Regions from separate parts of the Triticum aestivum genome. Here region 1 is linked to region 2. A link is a contact called in public Hi-C data. All regions are on one chromosome and are shown on one strand. Each heading gives the region's core, a stretch centred on a gene start, on an enhancer-like site or on the middle of the called end of the contact. The rest is flanking DNA. Distances are from core to core; before and after follow the strand shown.

The links. Hi-C and Micro-C count contacts between places; a contact is called where the count stands out from the background.
Region 1: a contact with region 2 is called in a Hi-C map of leaf, with 8 times the contacts expected there. The contact joins the enhancer-like site here to the promoter of LOC123145478 in region 2. A contact is called at or near these places in 3 of 5 Hi-C or Micro-C datasets (all in leaf) and 1 of 1 datasets of contacts at active chromatin or transcription factors (leaf).

The regions. Positions count from the first base shown.
Region 1 is chr6D:413,644,960-413,649,657 of IWGSC CS RefSeq v2.1, reverse strand. LOC123145480 reads left to right here. Exons shown (of 23, transcript XM_044564908.1): 18 at 1,614-1,697; 19 at 1,785-1,969; 20 at 2,051-2,189; 21 at 2,288-2,347; 22 at 2,450-2,521; 23 at 2,604-3,137. The coding sequence ends at 2,717. Among protein-coding and RNA genes, the nearest start is that of LOC123145480, 12 kb to the left of the region's middle. Within about 2 kb of position 3,422, at least 7 of the 8 cell types and tissues checked have an H3K27ac peak or open chromatin away from gene starts, as enhancers often do. A contact at or near this core is called in leaf, where this site is marked.
Region 2 is chr6D:413,318,239-413,322,510 of IWGSC CS RefSeq v2.1, reverse strand. LOC123145478 (shikimate kinase 1, chloroplastic) reads left to right here and starts at 2,720. Exons shown (of 10, transcript XM_044564905.1): 1 at 2,720-3,118; 2 at 3,442-3,488; 3 at 3,592-3,646; 4 at 3,744-3,816; 5 at 3,935-4,022; 6 at 4,189-4,271. The coding sequence starts at 2,914.

The sequences.
Region 1 (4,698 bases), core at 2,173-4,672, 330 kb before region 2:
ACGAAGGGAATACATGTTATGGAAACTACAAACACCTAACATGAAGTTTGAACAGATTACAGTATGAATTTTCTTTCTTTCTATCTGGGCATATATTTTCTGGCTAACCATGTTTTTTGATGGGTATTTGGGGCTAACCTTCATGAAAGTTACCATATTGGACCTTTAACTTCGTTTAAACAGCAGGCACAGTTCAAAATTGAAATTCATACTGTTAGGCAAGCTCAAAGAAAATTTAATAGTTGCAAAAGGAGGTTTTACTAGTTGCAAGAGAAAGTTACCATATTGGAGTAGGTTTTACTAGTTGCAAGCTAGGTCAACAGTTTTGAATTTTACGAAATCCTGTTTTTTTTTTGGGTGAAGGAGGAATACCCCGGCCTCTGCATCATTTGATGCACAAAGCCATTTATTAGAAAGTTCCGAGTAACAATCTCCAACAAAAGCAAAAACAAAATTACAAGTCCAAAAGCCACAACCGGCCAAAATAGGATAAAATGCCTACACACATATCCTAGTACTGGATCGCCATCCAAATCAGTTGTACGTATCCTGTGCTACCATCTCCCAAGGGTTGCACCCACAGGCAATAAGTTCCCTCACGTCCGCATGGTGAAGTAATGACAATGTAAGGATCCATCCAGACGCTCTGTAGATAACTTGCAATCTTTTTTGAATCTTTGTTCTGTTAAACACAAAATCATTTCGACAGTTCCAAATAGCCCAAAGTAATGCACAAACTCCCACACGAATTCGCGCCGCAGTATTGGGCTCCACCCCACCTAGCCACACACCCGAAGAAGCTTAATCTCCATCGGAAAGAATCAGGCTCGTTAGATAAGGTGACCTCCATCAACCTTTGAACTAAACTAAGCCATGCGACCCATCTGTCCCCAACCAGAGCTCGCCTGAACTGGATGTAAAATCCTGGTTGACAGACAATAATTGGAAACACACTTATCTGGTTAATTTTTCTTGTAAACTATAAACTACTCCCTCCGTTCACAAATATAAGATGTTTTTGATATTTCAATATGGACTACATACGGACTGAAATGAGTGAACAAACACACTAAAACATGTCTATATACATCCGATTCATAAAAAAGTTAGAACAACTTATATTTGTGAATGGAGGGAGTATGTTACTTAACTGGCTGAGGTATTTCTTTTGTACTGCTTGTTGAAAAGTTGCATGTTCTCTTACATGAAATGAGGGAACCTACTGATTTGATGGGTCATCAAGTGCATGAAGTTTCTGTCTGTGAATCTGGACCATGCTGAAGGGTTCACACCATTAGTTCACTTTGTACTGTGTGTTTGGAGCATGCGATGAGCCGATGATGCAGGATGAAAGCACATCCTTGTGTTTGATTGAATGTATGATATGAATAATTTCATGATAGGTGGATGGAAGGAACTCATGATAATGTTCTTTTGTTCTGTTCCCATAAGGTGCTAAATTGTGTTACTTGGACCTTATATGCCCTTGCAACAGTGAACAAACAAAGGATTTGTATGATCCCTTGGAAGATGGGATCATCCACCTGCACTATCCCATACAGCTACAAGCTTATTTCAAAGCAAAAATCTCACTGCTCTATTTTCTTTTACAGTGGTTTGGAGATGCTGAGAAGTTGACGAAGGCACTTTTCTCTTTTGCTAGCCGACTAGCTCCTGTCATCATATTTGTAGACGAGGTATGCTCATTTCAATAGGAAAATGCTTACCACTGCCTTGGTTATGAACAATCTCTTGGTATGATGCAATTTCATCTGATATGACAGGTTGACAGCTTACTTGGCGCCAGAGGGGGTGCACTTGAGCATGAAGCAACAAGGAAGATGCGGAATGAATTTATGGCAGCTTGGGATGGTCTAAGGTCCAAAGAGAACCAACGGATCCTTATTCTTGGTGCTACGAATCGTCCATTTGATTTAGACGATGCTGTTATACGGCGTTTACCTAGACGGTAATATACGTTCTTGTGCTCTTTGCTTTCAAACAAGCTATGCTGATCTAGCAAGGTGTTCACCTGTTTCATTCTGTACAGGATATATGTTGGCCTTCCAGATGCGGAAAACCGAAAGAAAATTCTCAAGATTTTACTGGCTAAAGAAAACTTAGAATCTGATTTTAAATTCGATGAACTTGCTAATGCGACAGAAGGTTATTCAGGAAGTGATCTGAAGGTATTAAACAAGAGCATTCATTACCTTCTTCCCTGTAGTTGAATGAAAGTGAAACCGTTCTGTTTTTGTGTGCAATCATTCAAATGTTTAATGTGCAGAACCTATGCATAGCTTCAGCATACAGGCCAGTTCAGGAACTTCTAGAAGAAGAAAAGAAGGTAGTTATGCCCTTTTAACTGTCGGCATGATGCGAACATGTTCATAATCATCAAAACTTGTGTGCATCTCTTAATTCCTCGCATGTTTACTGTCTTCTGTAGGGACGTGTGAGTAGCAACAGCACTCACTTAAGACCCCTTGTATTGGATGATTTTATACAGGCAAAAGCCAAGGTATGTAGGCTCATCAATTTTCCTAAAATCACCAAGTTTTGTGTTTCCCACTACTACTCTTACATTGGTATTCCCTATGCAGGTAAGCCCGTCTGTTTCTCATAACGCAACAAGTATGAACGAATTAAGAAAATGGAACGAACAGTATGGTGAAGATGGCAGCAGGACAAAATCGCCGTTTGGGTTTGGCAACTGACATGTTACAGTAGCAAAGTGTTGTTTGTAAAATCAATAGGCTGCCTATTTAGTGACAGGAAGTCGGTCCCCATTTTTCGCCCAGAGCCTATTTATACAGCCTCTCAGTGATCCTGTACAAATAGCAAAAAGTCAAGTCAAACAACAAATTTCCAAGTTTTCCAGTAGCTGGTACTACCGGGGATTCCCCAATTTTCCAACATTGCAATGCTGAGCTACAAATTTGCTCCAGCTCAGCACGAGCCTGATCCAGGTGTAAGTAGCACCAGAAAGTTTCAGTTGTTGTATGGCACTAATTCCTTGGACTTGATTGAACTCAATGAAGTATTTTTTTCATTGTAGTCCTCCAATGTTCCCAGACCACAGTGATGCTATAGTATTGCCTGTGTCGGTGTGTAATAAAAATAACATTTTGAGTTTCTATCGTTGTTTTGCGCCCTTTATTTACTGGACGAGTTGTTTTTTCTTCTTTGTTAATCGTGATCTCCCGATATAGCAAAACACCAGCAGTTAAGTTGTATAATCTTTTTTTGTTGCTGAGGGGAGCTGTTGTGTAATCTGACCCGTGTCAATTGGAGAATTAGAGGGTGGTAACCATGCACGTCAGGACTACAGAAGCGGTGGTTGGGACATATGGACATGAGGGCGTGGTGGTGACTGGGCTGTGCTAATCCTGATCCGCATCTGCTCACGAGTGGCTCTGGACCCAAGCAGGACCACATGCGCGCCGCGTGGTGCCATGCGGTACAGGAACTGCAGGTGAGAGTCTGGTCGAACACCTAGGGATCTATGAGGCCAACTCCACCGTGGGACCCCAAACGGAAGTCCGTTTTATCCGGATTCTGTCCGTTTGGGTAGGTCAATGGGGTCGTATCCGGGCCTGTCCTGGGATGCGGTGGCCGTGCGCCCAGCGCGCGGCCGCATCCGTTTGCCCTATCCTGTCCGCGTCTATTTAAAAAAAAGAGCAACGTTTCAAATGCCAAGCCCTAGTTCACGGACCCAGTTCATCACGCCGGCAACAAAGCCAGCGGCCTACACGTCCATCGCCGGCAACAAAGCCAGCGGCCGGCAACACAGTCAGCCTCCAAAATGAATAGTTGTCCTCGCCGGCAACACAGCCAGCGGTCGGCAACACAGTCGGCCTTCGAAATGAATGTTTCTCTCGCCGGCACACAGCCAGCGGCCCAGCGAGCGGGCGGCACCCATGCCAGCCTCCAAAGAGAACGACCGCGGCCGATCGGACGACCTAGTTCAGGCCGTCGGCGTCGAGCATCTCCTTCTGCCTGGCCTCGAACCAGGCCCTCGTCTTCTCGCTCATCTTCGACAAGTCCACGCTCATGATCGCAAGGGCCACCTCCTTTGCTTTGGTGGCGGCATTGGTGGCCTCGATGTCGAGCTGCCTTTGCCTGGCCTTGACGTTGTCGGCCTCGATGTCGAGCTGCCTTTGCCGGGCCGCCTCCTCCATGTCGATCTTCCTTCTCTTGGCCGCCTCCTCCATCTCAAGCTTCTTTCTTTGAAAGTCTAGGTATTGCTTCATTTGCTCGTCCTTGCTTTGCCGCTTCTTCTCGTCCCTCACATCCTTTTGAGACATCATGCCATGCAAAGTGTCATGCAATGCCATGGATGAGGCATCATGTATGTCGTCAACTTTGGAGTTGGTCTTGCCCCTCGGCCTCTTCAACGCCTCGCCATCTCCACCTCCGGCGAACTTGGCCGTCTTCAAGCCTCTCTTCCTTTGAAGTTCACGGTATTGGTCCTTGAACTTAGGGCAATTGTTGATGATCATCCAACAATGAGTAAGAGTGAACGGCTTGTCATTGTGCCGGGCCTTGAATGCCTCCAAAGATTGAAATGCCTACACCACATGATCAACAACAAGTGAACATGCAAACATATACAAGGCCGAAGTCTCATGGCCGTAGCAAGGAAAGGGCTAGGAAGAGGAGAGCATACCATGTCCCCAACGCCGAGACCACTCACAG
Region 2 (4,272 bases), core at 1,471-3,970:
GAGTGACAGAAGCTTAAACCCTAGTTTATGCGCTACTTCATAAGGGACTGATTTGGATCCGAAAGTTTAATGCTATTGTTAGATTTTATCTTAATACTTTTATCGTAGTTGCGGATGCTTGCAAGGGGGTTAATCATAAGTAGGAGGTTTGTTCAAGTAATAACAGCACCTAAGCACCGGTCCACCCACATATCAAATTATCAAAGTAGCGAACACGAGTCAAACCAACATGATGAAAGTGACTAGATGAAATTCCCGTGTACCCTCAAGAACGCTTTGCTTATCATAAGAGACCGTTTGGCCTATCCTTTGCCATAAAAGGATTGGGCTACCTTGCTGCATATTTTTTGTCGTTACAGTTACTTGCTCGTTAGAAATTATCTTGCTATCAAACTACTCGTGACTTATAATTTCAGTGCTTGCAGAGAATACCTTGTTAAAAACCACTTGTCATTTCCTTCTGCTCCTCGTTGGGTTCGACACTCTTACTTATCGAAAGGACTACGATTGATCCCCTATACTTGTGGGCCATCACACAACAAGGTCAACGACCCAAAATTTGGTTGTAAAATGTTAACTATTTTGACATTCTAAGGATGTGTTTAGTTTGAGAACCGGGTGGAATGGAACGTCATGGTTCCATTCCACTGGAATGGGTCGGTTACGTTATCGTGTTTGGTAGATGCAATTAGGTGGGATGGAATAGTTTCATTTTACTGTTTGGTTGGACAGATGAAATCAAATAAATTTGGGCCGCCTCACCTCCTATACAAGAATGATGAAATCAAATTGATTGGGTTCACCTCACGGTTCCATTTGTATATCACCAGCACAAAGGACACTGCAATACTATGATTCAATTTGTGTAGAGGGCAAACAAATCATCCTTACGGGAAGAACAAGAACTACACTACGCATTCATAGTTTCATACAACAACAATTTTTCAGCAGTTGTTGTTACTTGTCTCGCATCCAACAAATTGCAACGCTACTTGCCGCTGTTGATCCTCCTCTTTGCTGCAAGCCACCTTCTTGTCTTGCAAGTGCCATTGCTATGTTTGTACTAGCCAACCTGCTCGTTCGAGGGCATTGAGGAAGGGATGCTGAAAGAGGGCGGGAGTAATGCGTCACTCCATGCCCACCGCTGTCGTCCAGCCTCCCTGCTCACCGTCGCTCGACTTCCCTGCACAACGCGCGCCCCCAACAACCATTAACTTCCTCTTTCTTCCACCACCCTGGCTCACCTCATCACCGCCATGTGGCTCCAGATCTAGAGAGAGAGAGAGAGAGAGGAGGTATGTTTCCCTGTTGTGCTGCAGATCGAGAGAGGAACGAGTCAGACGACTTCAAGGGAAGGAATTGGGGAGGGACGGCACGACGCAGATCGAGGGAGAGGGAGAGAGATGGACGAGGTGGTGGCGGCGCAGGAGGGAGGAGATGTGATGGGGCTGTGAGTGTGAGGAGAAAGTCGGTTCCACGTCATCCGCTCATTTTGGAGGTCTCACCCCGTTCCGAATTGGACCGAATATTCGGTCTGTTGGAACGTGACCGTTCCATCTATGTACTAAACATGAGAACGAGGCCCAGGAATGGGTTGGACCCGTGACACTCCAGTTCGTAACTGCAACCAAACACACCCTAAATGTGAAATTGGATGTTTTGCTACGTTGCAAGTTTTGTATGTATTTTGTTGCATACATGTGGGTGACATGTTGCAATGTCCCGAACCTCCGTTGTGAAGGTCGTGTTCATGCTGCAAAGTTGTTTCACGGTGCTACATACATTGGCTTCTATGTTGCATACATTAGTGATTTTCTCAATGTTTTGCAGCGAGCATTAAATATTTATTGTTATACTCTCTCCGGACATTTTAGTTCACATATAAGATTTGTTTGAAATCAAACCTCATAAACTTTAACCAAGTTTATAGAAAAAACACCAACATTTAAAATGTGAAATCAACAACATTAGATGCGTCATGACTTTAGTTTTCATATTGTATAAATTTAGCATTGTAGAAGTTGATATTTTTTCATATAAATATGGTAAAATTTTACGAAGTTTGACTTCAAACAATTTTTATATGCAAATAAAAAAGACCGGATGGAGTACATAAAAAATGTTGCATGTATCATTATTGTTTTTTTTTTGCGGGGAACATGTATCATTATTGTTGCGCGGTTTGTGAGGAAAAATCTTACGACAATGCTGCATACGCAGGAAAAATATATTATAGCACACACGATTTTATTTTGCGCAACATAATCAATGTTTAAGCGGTCGACTAGGGGCTCCTCCTCCGCCTGTCCGACATTCGAGCACAGGCCTAAAAATACATTGTCATGGATGAAATTTGCACACACAAAACATTTGGGATATATACCGCGCGGCAGGCGTGACGAGCAATCTTCAAATGTACGGCTGGGGACGGGTCTGCCATCACCTCTACGATTCTACAACCGTCCATGGCACGATCCTCTCCAGATACCACGCCCCACACCAACCCCGCCAGTCCGACGTGGCACCCCACGGTAGGTGAGTCATCTCCCTACTAAATCCACCGCTAGATCCCCCCACATGTTTCCCTGACCAAAATGCCCCTGACCCATGACACAGCCGAAGAGAGCAAGAGGGGGGCAGGCTGGGAAGGAAGGTAGGCATGCCGAGTCAAAGGCCGATGGGCAGCGCGGTAATTTCACGCCCAGATTACGCAACTACTCGGCAGCGTCTGGGGCGTCCCTGCGCTGCCGGCAGATGTGCACGCGCACCCCCGCTATTTCAAGCCCGCACATTTCCGCTGCGATTCCACCACTCGCCGCCCCCCAGCAGCCACCGGACACCTGCCAAAAGCGCGAGAGAGCCGTGGCAGATCGCATCGCCGCGTAGTGGCCGCCGCGGAGCAACCGGCGAGCAATGGAGGCCGGCGTGGGGCTGGCGCTGCAGTCGAGGGCCACGGGGTTCGGCTCCGGCCGCCGCCGGAGCGCGATGTACGGCGGCGAGAGCCGGGCTCGGGCCGTGAGCTTGCGTGTCAGTGATCTGGTGGGGTCGCCGGCCGCCGTGCGCGCGCGCGGGGCCAAGCCCGTCGTCCCGCTCCGCGCCAAGAAATCGTCTGGAGGAGGTAGATATACATCCTCCTCCCTTTTCCCCTTTTGTGCTGCTTGTTACTCCAATTTGGCTGAAAGTTTGACGCCATCTGGGCCCAATTTTAGCGCGTTTTTTCTGTGCGTGTGTTTGTTGGGAGGTGTTGAGTTTGGGAGGAAGGAAAGAATGGGATGTCAAATTGATTGGGATTACTGGAGAGTAGGAAAGGGGAAGAGAAAAGGTGTATGGTATGATTTGCCCTTATGAGGGAGCAGTAAAAAAAAAACTCGGCGTGTGATCTATGCGTTGACGAGATTCAGTGGAATTGACATTTTCTCCGTTAATCTTGTGCCTCTGCAGGTCATGAGAACTTGCATAACTCCGTTGACGATGCCCTCTTGTTGAAGGTATTGAACAATATTCTGAATTCCTGATAAAACAGAACCAAAGTCGATGTTGGAGCTGCATATCTTGTGCCACCATTCTAATACGGTTCCAATTTGATTTCAGAGAAAATCAGAAGAGGTTCTTTTCCAGTTGAACGGTCGGTGCATCTACCTAGTTGGTTAGTTCTTATCCTCCTAAATTCTGAATACTGAAAAAGATAAAGTTACTGATGAAAGTTCTATATTTGTGACTGATAAGTGAATACATGTGTGCAGGAATGATGGGTTCGGGGAAAAGTACGGTGGGGAAGATCTTGGCTGAAGTTTTGGGTTATTCATTCTTCGACAGGTTTGTATTTTCTCATGAATCTACCAATAGCAGTTTGCAAAAGGAAAGTTGATCTTGATGCTTGTACTGATGCATAGATATTAATGGCAAGGTTTGTCTTACTCTGCAACTTTTACAGTGATAAATTGGTCGAACAAGCTGTTGGCATGCCTTCAGTTGCTCAAATTTTCAAGGTTCATAGTGAAGCCTTCTTCAGAGATAATGAGGTAATGGTTACTGAATTCATCTGCTAATAACTTGATCCTTCTGATTTGTAGCTTTCATTTGTTACTAGTGATTTGAAATTCTGAATTGGAAGATTCGACATATGAGTTTGTTTTCTTTTACTTCCGAGACTTAAGTGCTGATTTAATCTTCTTTTATGTTTTCCAGAGTAGTGTCTTGAGGGATTTGTCCTCAATGCGGCGATTAGTTGTTGCTACTGGAGGTGGTGCTGTTATCCGACCAGTTAACTGG